2 separate regions of the Mus musculus genome follow, and region 2 is linked to region 1. Evidence: chromatin contacts called from public HiChIP or PLAC-seq data. All regions are on one chromosome and are shown on one strand. Each heading gives the region's core, a stretch centred on a gene start, on an enhancer-like site or on the middle of the called end of the contact. The rest is flanking DNA. Distances are from core to core; before and after follow the strand shown.

Region 1 (3,755 bases), core at 1,019-3,518:
GTTGCTGGGAATTGAACCTGGGTCCTTTGGAAGAGCAGCAGTGCTCTTAAATGGTGAGCCATCAATTCAGTCCCTGGTCACAATGCTTTATATTCTGTTTTAAACTTGTTCTTTCTCTTGGTCCAAACTTCCTCCAACTCTGCCCTATTTCAGACCACCCTGAAATACCTTCTTCCTACCTTCTTCCCCTCTCTCTTCCTCTTTTCTCCTTCCTTCCTTCCTTTCTTCCTTTCTTTCTTTCTTTCTTTCTTTCTTTCTTTCTTTCTTTCTTCCTTTCTTCCTTTCTTCCTTTCTTCCTTCCTTTCTCTCTCGCTTTTCCTCTTTCTTTCTTTGAGGTAAGATCTCATATAGCCCAGGCTGGCCTCTAACTCACTATGCCACTGAAGGGCCATCTTGTCTTCCAATTCTCCTGCCTCTACCTCTCAACTGCTAGTATCACAGGTCTGCACCAGCAATACGGGCTGACAAAACCCAGGCTTTGGCCATGCTAGGCAAGCTCTCTACCAGCTGAGCTCCACCCACAGCCCTCTTTCTTCTTTTATAGGACATCCTGTTCTTGCTTGGCTGTACATTCTGCCAGCATTTGCAAGTGGTGGTAGGAGGGTCGGAACTTCACAGTCATCTTAGATAAGTAAATAAGAAGCCAGCCTGGGCTACAGTATGAAACCAAACCAAACTGAAACAAACAAACAAACAAACAAACAAACAAACAAACAATAATGTGCAGGGGTAATGGGTGTGGCATTAATCCCACTACCCAGGAGACAGAGAAAGTTCAAAGTTAGCCTGGTCTGCACAGAAACTTTCAGGACATCCAAAGCTACATACAGATACCTTGTGTCAAAATGAAACAAACAAACAAACAAACAAACAAAACAAAACAAAACCAAATAATAACAAAAACCCACTACCAGGAACAAAATCCAAAACCTGATTACCTGAGTTCCGTTCTCAAACCCACAGTGAATGAGAGGACTGGTTATTTATTTATTTATTTATTTATTTATTTATTTATTTATGTATTTAAAAACATGTACCATGTACCATGGAGCTCATGTGCACCCCAAAATAAGAACAAATTAAATTTAAAAAATCACCACTGGTCGGGTGGGTAGTGTTGGCGCATGCCTTTAATCCCAGCACTCAGGAGGCACAGGCAGGTGGATCTCTGGGAGTCTCAGGCTAGCCTGGTCTACAAAGTCAGTTCCAGGACAGTCCAGGGACAGTGAGATCACCACATCAAAAACTCCATCAGCATTCCCCGCACTTGAAACTAACCACTCCAAAACTGCAGGCATCCTGCGTGCTAGTAGTTGTCTATCTTTTCCCAGGTCAGTCCCATCACCCAGGGAGGAGCCCTCCTCAGCTCTGCCTCTCTCCTGCTCTGGCTGTGGCCCTGGCAACGCTGTCCCCAGCAGATGGGCGGAGAGAAAGAGACTGTGTAGACTCATGAATTATTAATACTGTTTTCTGCCAAAGTTATAACGCAGGCGGTGAGCACGGTGATACATTTATCCACAGGCAGTTGTGAAAAAACAGAGGGACAAGGCCTGCCTGATCTGAACAGGTGATAAGGAGCCAATTGGGAAGCAAAGAGGCCAGGAAGGACATTTCAGGGACAAGGAACAGCACCAGCCAAGACCTCAAGATCACAGTAGTAGCCTTTGAGGTTAGAAAGCAAGGACTAAGAACACAGAGGTGGCTCCTTCTTGTGTAAGAATGCTGAGCGCTAAGCCTTTAATCCCAGCACTCGGGAGGCGGAGGCAGAGGCAGGCAGATTTCTGAGTTCGAGGCCAGCCTGGTCTACAGAGTAAGTTCCAGGATAGCCAGGCTACACAGAGAAACCCTGTCTCGGGAAAAAAGAAAAAAAAAATGCTGAGGGCTAAAAAAGAGACAGAGGTGAGAAACCTCTCCTGGAAGGCCTTAGACCTCTTCCCGGGGCTATCTTAGAGAGATGAAAGACACTTCAGAAAAATGAAGGATTGTACAGTTAGCTGCTTGGGAGGGCTAGCCTTAAAAGACACAGCTAGAGGCCCCCAGAGCAATGGGGAGGCTGTGCACTGTGCTCTAGAATATGTCATTGGCATGTTTGTGAATGAGTCATTTACTCTTTCAGCAGGGTTTTTTTTGGGGGGGGGATGGGGAGAGAGGAAATTGACTTAGGGAGAATGTCCGGAGCAAAGGGGTGTCTCACAGACCTTTAACCTGTCAGTCACTCAGCTCACGTTCACTGAAGCAATGTTCAAAAGGTCTATAAATGGTGCCCAGAGACATATATGACTCAGAGGGGCCAAGGTACAATAGGAAGTGGAGCTGGGGATGGCAATGATGCACACCCTTAGTCTCAGCACTCGGGAGGCAGAGGCATGGGGATCCCTGTGAGTTTGAGTCAGTCTGGTCTCCAAAGTGAGTTCCAGGTCAGCGAGGGCTACACAGTGACCCTATCTCAAACAAAACAAAACAATATGAAGTGGGGTAATATATTGGCTAGTTTTATGCCAGTTTGACACAGAGTCATCAGAGAGGAGGGAGTCTTAATTGAGAAAATGCCTCCATGAGATCAGGCTGTAGGCAAGCCAGTAGGACATTTTCTTAGTGATTGATGGGGGAGGCTCCAGCCTATTGTGCCTGGAGCCATCATCCCTAGGCTGGTGGTCCTGGCTTCTATAAAAAAGCAGGCTGAGCAAACCATGAGAAGCAAGCTAGTAAGTAGTACCGCTCCATGGCCTCTGTATCAGATCCTGTCTCTAGGTCCTTGCCCTACTTGAGTTTCTGTCCTGACTTTGTTTGATGATGAATTGAGATGTGGAAGCATAAGCTGATTAAACCCTTTCCTTCCAAGTTACTTTGGTCATGGAGTTTTATCATAGCTATAATAACTCTAATTTAGGGAGCTGGCTCAGTGGTTAAGAGCATTGACTACTCTTCCAGATGTCCTGAGTTCAAGTCCCAGCAACCACATGGTGCCTCACAAGCATCTGTAATGGGATTAGATGTCTCTTCTGGTGTGTCTGATGACAGCTAAAGAGTACGAATATATACATAAAATAAATAAATCTTAAAGAATTAAAAAAAAAAAACTCTAATTAGGACAAGTTGGTATAAGAAGTGGGGTATTGCCATGACAGACCTGAACATATTTCTGAGAGAAGTGGGAAGAAGGACTTTGGAACTTTGGGCTAGAAAAGCCATTGAGTGCTGAGAGCCCAGTGAGCTGTCCTGTAGGAGCCTCGGTAGTAAGAATGTGGAGAGCATTGGAGACGACGGAGGCCTGGCTTGTGACATTTCAGAGGGAAGCAAAGACCCTACACGCAGTTTATGTGATGAGTCTGTGGTGTTTGTTTAGCCGGGGCTGAGGAATCAGCTGTGGTTAAGAAGAGACCAATGCCATTAGGTTGAAATCTGGGAAGTGTTTCCAGAGAGAACATAGGAGCTGTGTTCCAGAGGCAGTCAAGGTTGTACCTCTTGCTGGCAGCTAAACTTGGTCGTATTAAGAGTTACTGTTATTAGACGCGTTCTCACGACCGGCCAGGAAAGACGCAACAGACCAGAATCTTCTGCGGCAAAGCTTTATTCTTACATCTTCAGGAGCCAGGGTGCAGGAAGCAAGAGAGCAAGAAGCAAGAGAGAGAGAAAACGAAACCCCGTCCCTATTTTAGGAGAATTCTCCTTCGCCTCGGACGTGTCACTCCCTGATTGGCTGCAGCCCATCGGCCGAGTTGACGTCACGGGGAAGGCAGAGCACAAGTAGTCAT
Region 2 (4,064 bases), core at 1,164-3,663, 470 kb after region 1:
GGAGGATCTCCTGTAGGTCAAGGCCAGCCTGGGCTACACAGAACTAGGCAGCCCACCAGGAACCTACTATGGCTAATACTTGTATTAGAGGTGGGTTGAGGAGTGTATGGGGCTGGCTGGGGAGGCAAGCCTTGTTCTAGAAAAGATGAGAATTTTAACATAGCCCTGGGAAAGACATCTTTATTGTTTATTGTGAGACAAGGCCTCACCGCGGAACTTTGGCTGGCCTAGAACTCACTGTGTAGACCAGGCTGGCTTTGAACTAACTCATAGAGATCCACTTTCCTGTCTCCAGAGTACTGGGATTAAAGGTGTGCACCAACACACCCATCTTGTGAATAATGCCCCTTCCTGTGTCTCCACCATCTATCACTAGCGTCATACAGAGCACACACTTCTCTCCTGCTCCAGGTGACTGGCAAAGCTCTGTTTCCGGGTGACTCAGAGATTGACCAGCTCTTTCGGATCTTTCGCACCCTGGGGACCCCCAGTGAAGCCACATGGCCCGGAGTCTCCCAGATGCCTGACTATCAGAGTAGCTTCCCCAAATGGAGCAGGAAGGGGCTGGAGGAAATCGTGCCTAGTCTGGGACCAGAAGGCAAGGACCTGCTCCTGGTAGGTACCAATAAACAAGGACAGCATCCTAGCAGCAGCAGAAGGTCCCCTGTTTCAAGCCACCCTCTTATGTAACTAGTCAAGTGAGACTGGACTCCTCTGACCTTTGTAAACACTTGGCTTGTCTCTATATATCCGGTCAGGAGCCGCTCTCCTGATAAATCCAATGTCCACTCTCCCTTTTGAAACTCCTCAAAAGTAGTTAGCTTTGGCTTTGTGCCTTGGCTGTTGTTTTGTGTCTGACTCTCTTGTGGGTTTCCTGCCCCATCTGGGTGGAGCAGTTCTCTGAGCAGAGGCCACACCTCCTCCTGCCTCAGTGTCCCCCATAGCACCTCTCTCACAGGTCAGTCTCCACATAGGACTGGCTGTGCAGGGCAGCTCTTCCCTACCTGTGGACCACTGGCTCCCTACTGATGATGCTTCAGCTGCCTCCTGGGCCTCAGAGCCAGCCCTGTTTGCTCACAAGCATGATGTCCCCATTTCTGGGTTTGCCCATGCTGGGCCAGGGAAGAAAGGGCAGGGCCGCCATCGAGGCCAAAGTGACCTCACCAGAAGGCTATGTGTGCTGCCTAGCAACCTAGCGCCAGCAGGATGGCAGGCACTTCCTGCTAAAGCCACTTTTCCTTCAAATGCTGTTTCCTGGCACCCTGCCTGGGTTATGTGTGTGACTACAGAGAGTGAGCTGCATAGGCCTGCTCTTAGGCTGTTAGCTCCTCCTCCACTTGTTCTGTCTATCCTGCCCCAGCACAAGTGCGCACTCTTTGGACATCTGTTCTCAAGCAGGAGCAGGTGGAACCATGAATCATAGGCCTGGACTCAAAAACTAACTGTTTAACCTCAGTTCTGGGAGCGTCCAGACCTGGCTTAAACGCTGGGGAACTCAGGCTAAGATGGTTCAGTTGGCAACGTGCTTGCCATATAAACATGAGAGCTTGGCTTCAGATCTGCAGAACCACACAAAGCCTGGGGGTAGGGTGGCTCAGTGGGTAAGGCTCTTGAGGCCCAGTCATGGTACCTAAAGCTGAACACAGAAGCAGGAGTCTGTAACTCCACTGCTCCAAGGGCAGGATGGGGGCCTGAGACAGGGGGATCCCTGGAGCTCACAGGTCAGCTAGCCTGGCCTATGCAGTGCTGGCAAACAAAGAGGCCCTATTTGGGGGCTGGAGAGATGGCTGCTCTTGCAGAGTTCAGTTCCCAGCACCCATACCAGGAGTCTCATAGTCAACTCTAATTCCAGTTTGGGGGGAGGGGGGGACCTGCTTTTCAGGCATGGCTCTCCCTCCCCCTGGGACCTGTTGAAGGGACTCCCTCTCTACCCTGATTTCACCCAACAGTCTCTTGTCCTTCCTCCCCCAGCGACTCCTGCAGTATGACCCCAGCCAGCGGATCTCAGCCAAGACTGCCCTGGCCCATCCCTACTTCTCTCCTGGACACTCCCTAGCACCCCAACAATGTACAGCAGGGCGTTCCTCCCGCTGAGAACACGTATGTGGGGCCCACCACCTCACACCCTCGCCAGCTGCCTCCCTCCCTTTCTGCCTTTCTGGGGAAGAACAGACCCTGAGGGGCTTGGGTTCATGTCGTCTACAGGTTGGCAAGTTCCTGTATTGTTTGTTGGATTTAATGGAGCACTTTCGAAAGGCATGCAGGTGCTCCCTGCCCAATTGGGGGCAGGGCACAGAACTCCTCTGAATGACCAGACAGTAGGTGTCAGGTTAGATAAGAGACCCTAGCCCTTCGCCTTCACTGCACAGCTGCAGAGCATGGCCCCTGAGAGAGGGTGCCCTCTGCTGGTCTTTTGGTTTAGGCTGTTGGGAGAGTTGAATTCCAGTTCAGAGGACCTAGTTAAACAGGAGGAGGGGCAGGGCAGTTCTCTGATCCTAAGAGTGGTTACAACACCTGAGGGTGTTCTAAGTAGTCGCGTCATCAAAAATAGGCAGTTGATGTCCTTCTGTGTGACACATGGAAAATAAATGTAACTTCTTCCTGAGCTTTTGGTGTCAATCTTCGTATGGGGGACATGGTCTGACAACAAAGGGAAGCTCTCCACAGAGAGCTAGAGGCAGTTCTGGCAGGAACTGAGGGGCTATGGGGCTTCCAGGGTCTCCTTTCATGACCTTCTGTTTCTCAGGCAGGTGAGCTGGGCACATCTACCCCACACAACACATACTTTGGGGTGGGGGAATCCCCAAGCAGTACTGCTTCTGGGCTCACACCCCAGACACACTGACCCCGCAACCCCAAATGAGAGGAGACTCGGCACAGAGATAATCCATTTATTAGAAGCACGGGGTGGGGAGGAACAACGGAACTTCCCATATTTGGGGACAGAGCCCAACACCACAAACGATTGCGCAGTGAGGTGGACACTCAGGAGGAGGACCCGCTGCCTCGGATTACGCAGCTCCAGGGCAAGGTGACGTGTGCATTCTCCCTCCCCCTCTGCAGAGCCCCTCATCAACGCACACAGGATCTTGGCAGGGTGGGGGAGGCCGCGCGGTAGCAGCGATAGCCTTCTAGCATGGCGGGGAGCAGTAGTAGGCCACTTAGAGGATCTTTGCGGCAGCGCCCCATGGCCTCCTTGTAGCTCAGCCTCTCCTTGGTGATGGGGTCTGTCAGATCCTTCTCGTAGCCGGATTCATCTTGCAGGAGCTGGCCCAGGTCTTCGCTGATCATCCCGCAGAGCACAGCCTGAGGGACGGGGATGCGTCCCGTCCTCTTGGGGTCGATGAGGCCCCCAGTCAGGTGCTGTACCAGCAGGTGGGGAAGCACGCTTTCCTGGGGCATCCAGCCCTTCTGGATGGCCTCACCCACCGACAGCCTCTTCCTGGTGACAGGGTCCTCGATGCCGGTGAAGGCCTTCTGAGCATTGAGCAGCCGTTGAGTGGAGGTGTTCTCAATGAGTCCCCGCTCCACCGCCTTGTGTACGGAGTACCGTTCTCGGCTAAGAAGGTCAACAATGCCTCCCGTGGCTGCCTGGGCCTCCAACAGCTTCTGCCCAGTGATAGGATCCAGCATGTTCTTGGCCACAGCTGCCTTGATGCTACACTTGTTGTCTGTGGTTGTATCGTAGATCCCCGCGATGGGGAAGCTATCCTCAGTGAGCCCAAAAGAGAGGCCTGGGGAGAAGAAGCCGGTACTCTGGGGGCCTGGGGAGCAGACTGGAGACTTGGAGATGATGGACCCAATGGAGAGTGAAGAACTCGGCTTGGTCTCCCCTGCCACAAGCAGGGCAAACTCGGAGATGGGGAGGCGGCCATCTTTGTACCTGTGGTACTCTTCTTTGGAAATGCGGCGGCAGCGGAGGGCGGCCTCGATGGAGTATTGCTTCCCGCTCTTGCGGTCCAGGAGCACAGACTCCTCCCCGCAGGGGCTGGAGGTTGTGACTTCTTCCCAGTCACACTCCAGCTCCTGCAGCTGGAGATACTGGCCTCTGTCGATGACACCCC

Evidence for each region. HiChIP or PLAC-seq counts read pairs in DNA pulled down with a chosen protein or histone mark.
Region 2: a contact with region 1 is called in a FOXA1 HiChIP or PLAC-seq map of pancreatic cancer cells. The contact joins two enhancer-like sites.

What each region holds. Positions count from the first base shown.
Region 1 is chr11:115,751,398-115,755,152 of GRCm38.p6, forward strand. No RefSeq gene overlaps it. Among named protein-coding and RNA genes, the nearest start is that of Tmem94, 12 kb to the right of the region's middle. Within about 2 kb of position 2,269, at least 34 of the 459 cell types and tissues checked have an H3K27ac peak or open chromatin away from gene starts, as enhancers often do. A contact at or near this core is called in pancreatic cancer cells, where this site is marked.
Region 2 is chr11:116,217,683-116,221,746 of GRCm38.p6, forward strand. It overlaps Evpl (envoplakin), which reads right to left. Exons shown (of 22, transcript NM_025276.3): 22 at 2,877-4,064. The coding sequence ends at 3,073. It also overlaps the pseudogene Cdk3. Among named protein-coding and RNA genes, the nearest start is that of Gm33250, 5.5 kb to the right of the region's middle. Within about 2 kb of position 2,414, at least 134 of the 459 cell types and tissues checked have an H3K27ac peak or open chromatin away from gene starts, as enhancers often do. A contact at or near this core is called in pancreatic cancer cells, where this site is marked.